Regions from separate parts of the Mus musculus genome. Here all the other regions are linked to region 1. A link is a contact called in public promoter capture Hi-C data. All regions are on one chromosome and are shown on one strand. The core of a region is the stretch at or near the end of the contact, and the rest is flanking DNA. Distances in the headings are between cores, read along the strand shown. Region 1 holds the start of Parl (presenilin associated, rhomboid-like). Region 2 overlaps Hira (histone cell cycle regulator). Region 3 holds the start of Vps8 (VPS8 CORVET complex subunit).

What was found. Promoter capture Hi-C pulls out the DNA fragments that hold promoters and counts their contacts.
Region 2: a contact with region 1 is called in a promoter capture Hi-C map of liver, with 2.9 times the contacts expected there. The contact joins the enhancer-like site here to the promoter of Parl in region 1. A contact is called at or near these places in 9 of 39 promoter capture datasets (the C10 cell line, cranial neural crest, embryonic stem cells and 5 more), 1 of 115 datasets of contacts at active chromatin or transcription factors (embryonic stem cells) and 1 of 9 other capture datasets (embryonic stem cells).
Region 3: a contact with region 1 is called in a promoter capture Hi-C map of liver, with 2.8 times the contacts expected there. The contact joins the promoter of Vps8 here to the promoter of Parl in region 1. A contact is called at or near these places in 2 of 39 promoter capture datasets (both in liver) and 1 of 484 Hi-C or Micro-C datasets (CD4 T cells).

The regions. Positions count from the first base shown.
Region 1 is chr16:20,300,335-20,304,214 of GRCm38.p6, reverse strand. It overlaps Parl (presenilin associated, rhomboid-like), which reads left to right and starts at 1,853. Exons shown (of 10, transcript NM_001005767.4): 1 at 1,853-2,006. The coding sequence starts at 1,888.
Region 2 is chr16:18,892,280-18,896,159 of GRCm38.p6, reverse strand. Hira (histone cell cycle regulator) reads right to left here. Exons shown (of 25, transcript NM_010435.2): 2 at 1,324-1,386. Among named protein-coding and RNA genes, the nearest start is that of Hira, 17 kb to the right of the region's middle. Within about 2 kb of position 2,074, at least 16 of the 459 cell types and tissues checked have an H3K27ac peak or open chromatin away from gene starts, as enhancers often do.
Region 3 is chr16:21,421,226-21,425,105 of GRCm38.p6, reverse strand. It overlaps Vps8 (VPS8 CORVET complex subunit), which reads right to left and starts at 1,988. Exons shown (of 47, transcript NM_001285893.1): 1 at 1,881-1,988.

The sequences.
Region 1 (3,880 bases), core at 604-3,103:
TCTGTGAGATGAAGGCCAGCCTGCTCTATAGAGTGAGTTCTAGGTCAGCCTGGGCTACACAAGCAAAACCTTGTCTCAAGAAACAAACAAACAAACAAACCCCCAAACCTAAAAGAAAAAAAACCACAAAACACTGGTAGCACGTCATGAATGAGAAGAAAAAAAAAAAAAGAAAGCAAGTGGCTGGACTAGGTTGATAGAGAAAAACTAAAGGAGGGAAATTAAATAGGAGGGCAACAGGGACAAGGTGGGTAGTGAAGTCGTGGCTAAAGGTAGAGTGGAGGGAGGGAGGTAAAGCAATGCAGCAAATAGCCTAAAACAAGCCAAATTCTGCAGACTCTGCACAGACCCTGAGAGTCAGGCGGCCAGCCTGTGATGTCTGGGGAGTGAGAAGAGGGGTGGAGATATATATGACGGACACAGGCTGGCCCACACTGGTTCTGGTTTCAGTTGGCTCAGTCCATCCATCTTTATGTTGGCCCATTTGGCCTACACTGACTTTGAAAACATGGACAATAAGAAACAATTGTGTATTTAATCTGTGAATGAAAACATAGAGTCACACAAAGTGGGTATCCCTTAACAACCAAACTCCTCTGCATCCCATATCTAGAAGCTACAAACAATGACTGGGGTCCCTTAAGCATCTCCACTGGTGCTGCTACCCACAGTTATGCAGTGTGTTCTGACTCTTTCTGAATAAGGGTCGCTCCCCATGTTCTTCATTCTCGAAGCCTGGAAACACTCAGCCCAGACCTTTACCACCAGTAACAGAAGAGTTTCTAAGGGACCCCCACCCCCACCCATTCTCCTTTTCCCTCTTGAAATAAATGAGATGACAGAGTAGTCCTGGAGGTGCTTCTGATAGACTCCAATCTAATAATATAAACCAAGGGCCATAAAATTGCAGAGGGAGTTAAAAAGTCTCTTTTACTATAAGTGAGGTTTGTTGTGAGTTCTAGAAAATTGCGGATTTATAGTTAGGAAAGGAAACATGCCATGCTTAGGCATTACACATGATTCCCTGCTACTGTAACATTCTTATTTGAAACATTCCTGTAGAAAGGGAACATTGTTCTCAAAGCAAATGTTAATTGTGCTGGGATACTTGACTCTCAGTTGTCTAGAGATCAACCAGACTCAGGTGTAGGAGACCCTCTCCCTTCCCTTGCTTCTTCAACTGAAACACTTGGGGCTCTGTCTTTGGCTATCAAACTTCAGTAATGGAACCACCCCAGAAATCTCATGCTGGAAGGAAAAAGCCTGAGTTTCTGGGGGCAGCCAGTAACTACAGAAGGATTTGCAACTTGTCAAGGGGGCAGGCTTGGAGAAGGAGGCTGGATCAGGGGTCGGGGGTGACGGGTGAAGGGTGATTGGTGAGGGGACACAATTTCCTTATACTGCACACTTCTTGCCTTCCATTTAAACCTTATCTTTATGTTAGACCTGGAAGATGAACGTGGGGAGTCATTGAATTTCATCCTCTCAGTGTGGTCCCATTTAATAAATCGTTTTCTGCTTTTCACAATCAGACAGATGTCCAAGCCTGGCGAGTTAAGGTTGCCACTGTACAGGGCCATTTCCCTTTTCTGAGACTATAAAGCACAGTGAAACGGTGTCTTGTGGTTAAATGTGATAACCTGAGGGTGTCTGATAACACAGCGTTACTCAAAGCCTCAAGTTTTCCCCAGTCACTCTCACCAGAAACTTCCAAGGTGGCGCTGGTCTGAGAAGAGGAAGACCGGAACTGAACGGCCTCCAGGTGGCGCTCTAGACCACTCCTCCGCGCTGTGTGGCTTTTTTTTTTTTTTTTTTTTCTTCGCCCCGGAAGTGATTTCTAGGCCGGGGTTAGAGAGGTCGGGCCATGGTGGGGCAGAGGTTGGGAAGATGGCGTTGCAAGGTTGGGTACAGCGAGGCTGGCGCTGCGGTCCGGCGTGGGCGCCTCCCTTGGGTGGCGGCTACCGGGAGCTCTCTGCGACCCAGGCCCCGCGGCTGCTTGGACGCAGGTAATGGCCGCCGCTTCCAGCTCCCCCGGCTTCCCATGAGCTGGGGTTGCGCGCATCCTCGGGGGATAGGTAGCCGTGTGGGGCTCCCGCTTTCCATTGTTTACGAGGTCTTTGCTAAAGCTGACTCCTCCCTGCCTAGCTTTTCCTTGGTCCTCCTTTCCCTACTGGCTTCTGGGTGCCGAGCCGCGAGAGGTGTCTGGCCGAGCCCGGCCCGGTTCTCCGGACCCGCGGTCTTTCCTAGTAGTTCCGAGGGATGTGATGGAAAGGGGAACTTCTGAGCGTTAATTGCATGTCCGGCTCATATTCTTGAAAGGGCTGTACTGCTGTAGGAAGCACGTGGCCTTTCCGGCCGGCCGGATCTTACATGAAGTGTAATAGAAGAGAAATTCCATAGCAGTTGAATTAATACTGACGTTGAAACTTAGTCCGAAGATGTCAACTTTGCAACTTCTACCTAATTGATGGTACCATACACACCAAGGGGCCTGAGGTCTTTATAAACGTGTGAGCTAGCCAGAGATGAGATTGAGCCTGGCGAAGGCACCACCTGATCTTAAAATTCACCCGAGGTGGGCACAGGTCTGTAATCTCAACTCTCAGTAGTCTGAATCAGGAGGATGGCGAGTTGGAGCCAAGCTGGGAAAGGCTGAATTATAAATAAATAAACAGCACCTGGACTATATGTAGATTCATTTCCCAGGTGCCACCCAAAATCAGAATCTTGGAAAGTGGCGAAAGCGGAAGAACCTGCTCCTCAAGTGAAGCTTATTAACATCTGTGGAAAAGTTGCATATGGTGTAGCTTACTGGCTAACGTTTAAAATCAGGCATTGCTTTTAAACAGCTTGGTGTGGTCAGACTTGCTTGTAAGCAGGGTTAGGCGTTCAAGGCTAGGCTGGGCAGCAGAAGACTGGAAAAAAGAAAGGAAGAAAAAAGTCTTAAACAGGTGGAACTGGGGAGGTGCCTTGGAGGTAACAAGATTTCTGTGATCCTGTTGATTTGCTGTGATAGTTTCGGGAAAAGGCAGCAAAAGAAGTGGACACTTCATCTCTGAGGAACCTCATTGGTAGGGTGCTTGTCTCTAGTAACACCACAAAACTTGTCAAAAGAGTTTAGCCTACCTATCATGGTGGCTCAGGCTAGTAATCCCGGCACTTGGGAGGTGGATTAGGAGTAGGAGCCAGACTGTCAGGCCACCATGGATTACTTGAGGTCCTGTCTAACCCTCCCCTCAGTACATGTGGTATTAAAATTTATATGGAAACTTGGAAACTGACATTCTTAATCTTGTGGTTATGGGAGAATGCATTAGATGAGAATGTGGGTGAACCTGAAGTGGCTTTGCTCTTGTCTCCACATGTATGAACTTAATAGGGAATGGGAGTTGCTCGCTTTGTAATCACTAGTCTGTTTTGAGCCACTGTGGTTCTAAATTAGCATGAAGAATGAGCCAGGCCTTGTGGCTCTAAAGAGGTCCCAACGTTTGCATTTTATAAACACTTTATGTGGTGATACAAAGGCAAAGGTGATACAAACACAAGGTCCTCAGGCACCTGCCAGCCCACACACGGTTCTCCCTTTACAGGAGTTATAAGATTTTATGATATGGTTAAGTTTAGGTTGCTGCACTCCTGTCCTTCAGGATTCTTGTCTAGCAAGAGAAATCAATAGTACTGGGTTACAAGTTTAGTTCTGTATAATGAATGCATTCTGATGATGATCATTTGGTTTAGTTCAGTGGGAACTGATCACTTTATTTATTAGACCTACTTTGGCTACTTTAAACTCTTCCTGGGCTTCGTGAGCTCTTAGCTCAGCACTCAAGATTCTCTGCTCTTACAGGGGACCTGGGTTTGATGCCCAGTTTCCACATGG
Region 2 (3,880 bases), core at 825-3,324, 1.4 Mb after region 1:
TATCCAGAACACACAGACTCCTCATCTACAAAACAAAGAGGAAGGAAAGTCACTGTCAGGCCCCTTCAGGTCTGCATGTGCACTGAGGAAAAGGAGAAAAGTGCAGTCCCTACCAGGGTTTCCCTCCCCTTCAAGGTGCTGCCTGGATCCGATGGCTGTTTCCAGAATTGACTGGACGCTTTGAGACCCAAATTTGAAATGTGCCCTGAACACAGGAAAAAGGGCTCATTACCTTCTTATCTGCCCTTTGCAGTCACCTATAGATGGAGATCAACCAAAAGAGGGAATTTAGGAGGGTCATAAATTGATGCCAGCTGTACTGAAAAGTCTATCTATACATTATACTAATTATTTTTGTTTGTTTGCTTGCTTTCCATCACTATAGTTAACACAAGTCATGAAAAAAAAATGAATGTCTGAAATGGATGTTCCAAAGTAATGACAAAATGATTTAAACCTCTTCTTCAGCCGATATGTAAAAATATTTCCTAATTATCCCTCTTAGACCAGGGGGAAAAACTTTTTCAACCACAACTGCCTTCACTCCTGCCTCTGTGCAAATTGCCTACTGTGAGCCCCGCCCCCTGTAGCACCTGGAAGGTGGGGGCGTGGCCTTGAGCAAATGCTACTTCTTATCACTATAAATAAAAACTTTGTTTTCTGGCATTTAAAAAAAAAAAAGGAAGTTGTTTTACGTCTTTCCAAACAGAGCTATGTTATCTCAATACCACAGTAGATGCTGAATGGAACACACTGATACTATGGATGCTATTTTCAAATGCTCTAGACATTCTTATTTTCTCATTAACACAGTCAAATTCCTTTGTCCAGAAAAATCACAGTGTAGTCATGCATTCAAATGAAAACACTGACAGAATCCTTGCCTCTCTGTAACTGGACTTTGGGGGGGGGGAGGACACCCTCCTGCTGATTTATATCTAATACCAGGGGTGCACCAATTTCATTCTAGCTTTAGCTTAATAAAAAGCTTTAATTAGAATGATAAGTCAGCTGCACAATATTTCTAAGATCACCCTACAGACCCCAAAAAATGTTCATCTTCAAGTCGGACTTCACTTTGTAATCTAGGCTACCTAGAATTTCTATCTACCTGTCTTCCAAGTGCTGAGATCACAGGCCTATGCAACCATATCCAGCTCAAAAAAAAAAAGGTTGTGATTTAACTAACCTGTTCAAACTGTGCACTTTAAACTGAGTCACAGTCATATTACAAAGCAACAAGTTGTCTCATTACAGCTAACCATGGATCCAAAAGAAGCAGAGTACGGCAACAGGGAAGTGGTATTCACTCTACAAACATACCTTGTCCTCCAGTTGCAAACTTGGTCCCATCAGGGTGAATATCAACTGAAAAAATTGGCTTCCCTGGAAACAAAGAAAAACATATCAAGCTTGGCTTTTATTCACTAGAAAACAATAAACTTTTATTTTTAAAATATTGATTACTCAAATAACATCTCTAAATTTACATCAAGGACAAAGCAGCAGGCTGCAGATGAAATTACCTGTAAGAATGGGGAGATCTAACAGCTTTAGTTAGTCAAAACTGTTAGACTCTCCAAGCAACATTAAATAGCTGAAAACCCAACAGAGACTAAGTATGTCATCACTGAAAGCAAGAGACTACAGCATTGCTGGGTACTTCCTGGGGACCTGAATATATAAAGGCAATAAACTGTAATAAAAGCTCAAGTCACAAGCTCCTGTGAAAGGACCATATCTCTACCTGATGACATCTCCCTCAGTGTGAGTCTCACTTGGCTGACAGCTTGGGAAGAAGGACTCTCCATCCTTTTCTGACTGGCTGGCTGTCATAAGCAGGTCTAATGATGTATTATAGCCAAGGGCCCTCCCTTCTCTTGTTAAGATTTTAGTTCCTGACAACGGTCCTGAAAGTCTATAGTTACACACATGGTGTGTAGCAATTCCAAGATAAAGCACTCAATCTTGGAGGGAAGCTTGGAACACTCATAATGTTCTGAAGGGAGGTAAAACATTCCATACTCACTGAAGCTCCTTAAAACTAGAAAGTAAACAACAAAAACCTCAAGAAACCTGAAACCGACTTAACCTTACTTAGTCACAGGACATACTCGTTCCCTTCCTCTCCAAGAGTGTCTAAGCAGTAAAGCCTACTGAGAGACTTTCAGAGCAGCTGAGTTGCCTAGAAAAGGCTAGACCAACTGAGCATGCTGGAAGAGATACTCTCTAGTCTATCAAGCTGCATGCAGGCTGTGTGGTACACTTCAAGTTCCAGCTTTCAGGAGCTGTCACCCATGCTAGGGTGGGCTTTCGGAGATGCAGCTGTCTTTGAGTTACATACTCCTGTATGTAACCCCTCATGCATACTCCTGCAAGTAATCAAAAAAAAAAAAAAAAAAAAGGGCTCACCAGGTTGGACTTTGATGATATCCTTTGGTTGGCCATTGGTTCACATCTCCCCTGGAGTAGTATAGAAAGTCTACTCTCTCAGCATCCCCTGCCTGGACCTCTGTTTAAGCATATACTCAACTACATTCAATAATCAGTTCCTAAGGGTAAACAGCTAAAGCAGGCTCTTAGAAACAACCAAGGGCCCCTCTGCATCCAGGCTTGGCTGAGGCAATTGGCTTGCAGGACAGACCAAGTCAGGCAATGAAACCAACACCGAGTAGTTTGTGCAAGGTAATCTAAGGACCCTGGGCCTAGTTGGTATCTGTTCATGTCCCTGGTCTGTTTCCAAGACCAAAGCAACAAAAGCTGCAGGTTTCATATTAACTGCTACTGAATTTAAACTATATCATCAGCCTGTGAGTGACAGGTTAGAAGTATGACAGTCAACTAAACATCAGCAACTACTGTTGCAGACAGGGACAAAACGTCATAAGCTCTAGAATTTCACAAGTGATAAGGTGATTACTTATCACTTATTAGAGCTCCTGGTGTCTACCTGAGGGAAGCTGTAAACCCTGCCAGGGACCCCACACCATGTGGAAAATCCAGTGCAGGTACCCAAAGGCAGTAATCAATATGGGTCCTTGGTGATGCGCCCTGGCATCATCTTCCAGAGTCTTATCTGTGTGATCAAATCAAGCATAACAGTGAAATATCTTTTCATTCTTACTGGTCACTGGGTGGCAGGTAGTAGGAGAAACATGAAACAGGTGTGCCAAATACAGATAGAAACCTTTGGAAAGTTTAGCAATCACTACGTGTTCTATGGTCTCCTGTATTCAAATTAACAATAGCTAACACTTACCCTGTCATTATACCGGCAGCCTTTGCCTGATCCCCAAGTCCTTTCAGTGATCTCCAGGCTAATCAAGAGCCAAACTAGTCAAGTCTAGATAAGCAGCTGCTTGGTGCCTTTCTCTTTCTCTCTCTCTCTCTCTCTCCCTCTCTCTCTCTCTCTCTCTCTCTCTCTCTGTGTGTGTGTATGTATGTATGTATGTATGTATGTACAGACTCAGTCTTCATTTTCTCTGGCATATTTTATCCTTTTTTTCCTGGGCTTCAAGAGATAAAGCCCAACACAGCTTACATTCTAGATAGCTCTGAAGACCTGGTAATGGGTACTTAGAGATGAGACATGAGAGGGCCTGCAAGTCCATCTTCCCCCTCACATTCTAAACACAGCAGATCTTAATTAGTTTTGTCTTAGTCGTCAAGAAAAGAACCCATGAACTGGCAAGACAGCTCACATAAGTATTTTCCACCAAGTCTGACAACCTAAATTCAATCTCTAGAACTCACATGGTGGAAGAAAAAACTTCTACAAGTTGTCCTCTGACCTCCACAGATACACTGTGGTACAGGAGACCATGCATACAAACACATGTTTAAAAAAAAAAGAAAAATTAAGAAAAAGAAAAGGATCCAG
Region 3 (3,880 bases), core at 739-3,238, 1.1 Mb before region 1:
GAATATACTGGGAATATGAAACCTATTAAACAAAAGTTTAACATATCTCATTTAAGTCCAAAAGGCCACACTGGCCGGTTGGCAATGGAATACGCCTTTAATCCTAGCACTCAGGAGGCAAAAACAAGTGGATCTCTGGGAATTCAAGGACAGCCTGGTGTACTGGACAACCAAGGCTACACAAAGAAACCTTGTCTCGAGGAGGGGAAAAAAGGCCTTACTGAATTGAGAAGACAGTTCAGTCAGCACACTGTCAGCCCTGCAAGCACAAAAGTATAGTGATTTGATGGCATCTGTCATTAAGTCCCCAGAACACACAAAAAAAGCCAGGCCAATTGCGGCCCACTTTTGTAATCCCAGCACTAGGGAGGTGGAGATAAGCAGACTCCTGGCCCTAGGGACAAAAAGAAGAGGACTTCACAAAGTTGTGCTCTTACTGCCACATGTGTGCCTCTCAAGGCTTAGTCAGTAAAGTGTTTGAGGCACAAATATGAGAACCTGAGTTTGATACCCCAAAGCCTACACTTACAAAGCTGAGCATGGTGGTAAGAGCCTGTAAACCTGGAAAGGAGGGAGAGATGGAGACATGGCCCCGAAGGCTTATTAGCTCATCTAGCTGAATCAGCAGGCTGTGCCTTGAGCAATAGGTCCTGTCTCAAAATAGAGGGGTGGGAGAGATGGCTCAGCGATTAAAAAGGTATACTGCTCTTATATAGGGCCAGAGTTTGGTTCCCAGCACCAACACGGGGTAGCTCACAACAGCTCGTAACTCCAGCTCTAGGGCCTTACTTCTCCTATCCCAATGGCTAAAATGTTTATGGACTAGTGGGGATAACACTAAGAGTCACTAAGAAACCCCCAAATTCTGGAAGACAGAATGCACTCAACGACTGCCAACAGTCCAATTACAAAAGAAACATATAAAGAAAAAAAAATCAGCACCTTATTCTGTTAGAGGTCTGTAAAGAATTTTCTCACATAACTCAGTCACTTCCCGCATACAAGGCTCAACAGTTCAAACAAAACTGCTCCATTTATCTTTATTGTGTATTCTACAGACCAGGTCAGCTAGTGCTAGAGGAGTCAATACTTTTCTGCTTAGATGTCAACGTGAGCAAACCCATGACTTAAACACATGTGGGTTCCCCCATCCTCAATCTATATTGGAAGCACTTCAAACACAGAAGTGTAACATAAACCCACACACAACGATGTGCAATTTTCTCCCAAACAGAGACACCTGGAACAGAGTTAGCGGCACTAGCCAACATCTGTGCTTACGTTACTTGGGCTTTTTGGGGGGGGTTAGGGGGTGGGGTGTCCAGTAGAGTGGGCAGTACAGTAACAAGCATTCTGGCAAATAGAGCCCCGCCTACTTATGAGAAGGCTCCAGCAGCTACTCCGGATAAGCCAGTACAATCCTTCCATTGAAACATGTCCACTTAGTACACCCAAACTCTGGATTGCCGCGTGCCTCTGTCCCCCGAGTGCCACACCTAGACAACAAGCCAAGGCACAGGGGTGCCCCCCACCTTGCGGCCCTCGGATTGGGGCACACCTGGCAGGAGGCGAGGAGGAAGCGGCAGCACGGGCTGCACGTCAGTCGGACCGGGTGAGAACCTCCACGCCGTGCGGCGGGCGTGGGAGGGACAGCACCCACCTCCCGGCCGCAGTCCGGGCGTGAGCGCGCCAGTCCGGTATCCCCGCAGGCGGCCGGACCCGGGTGGAAACTGCTAACCTAGTGCGAAGTCAGACTCCTGAGCCAGCCCGCGGTGGCCACAGGGTCTGCGGGAGCCACTGGGGCGCAGCTCCGTCTGCGCACCCCTGCCGCGCCGGCCCGCACCCGCCGCCCCGCCCCACCCGTTCGGAATACGTGTTACCTGAGCCGGCGTCTGCCTTGACGGGACCCCAGCACACGTGACCCCGCGGAGGCCAGCCCACGCACGCGCAGTCTCGGCAGCTGGCGGGCGCGCTTCCGCTCTCTTCCCCAGAGACGCCCTGCACTGGGCGGTGCGAGCCTCTGCGTCACGCCCTCCTTAAAGGGAGACTCTGTCCGGCCTCCAGGGACGCTCAAGGAGCCCTGGCATCTGAGCCGGAGGAGTCTAGCAAATAGAGGTCCTCAGATTAAAAGGAACGTCCCTTTCAATCAGCTCACCTGAACTTCCATAAACTCACCCCAAAACGAGGTGTCAAGGATCGTCCAGCCATCAGGCGCGCAGGAGCCTGAGGCAGAAGGAGCATATTGAGTTCAAACTAGTCTGGGATACCGACACAGACCTGTCTCAGATTCGACAAATAGATAAATGGATGGATGGATACACAGTGCAGGGTTAGGAGTGGATATGGAATTCGTTTCGTTGGATTTGGTAGTGTCCACTAATTCGTTTTCTTTTGAAAGGTGAACACAGAATTGCTGGGTTTTGGTGGGTAATTTTGGGGGGAAGGGGAAACATTGTTTTTGCAAATAAGGATGGATACTGAAAACTTCTTTTCCAAATTATCATTTTTAGTTGTCATTGTTCCATCAAAAAATAATAGAGTGGGTCACATTATTAAATAGAGAAGGCATCTTTTTTTTCCCTAATATGCTACTGGAAAAAGCTATTTCAGGATAGTTTGGCGTTTACAATTGCCACTATATGGTATCATTAACCCAAGGAGGCAGATAACATAGTTGTTGGACTTGTCTGTGAGGGAGAAATGAGGAGGGAGAGTGTGGGAAGATACCTCAGGAGGAGTTACATTGAGTATCAACCAGGCTCACTGTAGGTCTGTCCTGTAAGTACATTAGGACTGTCAGTAAAGGCCAGCTGATCACAGTGACATAAAGAAACTATAGGGCTGTCATTTTTAGGGTCACGGATGAAGGAAAATAATCAACACCTTAGCTAAAAAAAAGGGGGGGGAGCAGGGAGTGAGGAGACTTCTGTAGGCAGGAGCCAGAGAGACTGCCTAACTGAGGGAACAGTGGGATTAGTTACAAGCCAAGGTGAGTTTAGGGACAAGTTGCTAGCCTGATGTGGCTAGGGTACAGGCAGTGGCTTCCAAACATCTTTAATAATCACTCACAGAAACACATTTCAGCCATGACTCTGTGTGTGTGAGTGTGTGTGTATGAGACACACACACACAGAGAAAGAGAGAGAGAGAGAGAGAGAGAGAGAGAGAGAGAGAGAGAGAGAGAGAGAGACCCGTCTAAAGTAGGTTAGACAGAATGGTGACACCAGAACCCTGAGCCCTGAGTGACAGAGAATTGTTAAAGTTCTGGGAAGAACGGAATTCAGCTGACACATTGGGGAATGGGGCTATAGGACATGAAAAATGGGAAGATTGTTAATTGACATTTTCAAAATGTTTTACAGTCGTCACACACTTATTCTAGAGAACTTCAGAAAGCAAAGCCAAGTCTTGTGGGTGGATGTTGTAGAAGAGCAGATTTCAACTCGAGATACCTGAGAAATCCCTTCCCGTGACCGCCTCTCATATCCCTTGTTGACAACACGGAGCAGGCCACAGGCTTGCCTGAACAGTGCTACTTAACTAAAAATAGAAATAGTGTATGCTTGTTATAGAAAGCTTGGAAAACTCAGGAAATGTTTTAAAATAAAAACCCATACCCATAGCCCTCTTTTTGGCCTACTCAAATTAATTTTTTAATAGTTACATTGTATCATTCTTGGTTTGATTTGGAAGAGAGATAACAGTAAAACCTTTACTTTTTACTTAATGTATTTTCTAACTACTCCCACCAGTCCCTTTCCCAGATTCATGACTTCTTTTCTTTTTAGTTTTTCGAGACAGGGTTTCTCTGCATATCTCTGGCTGTCCTGGAACTCACTCTGTAGACCAGGCTGGCCTGGAACTCAGAAATCTGCCTGGC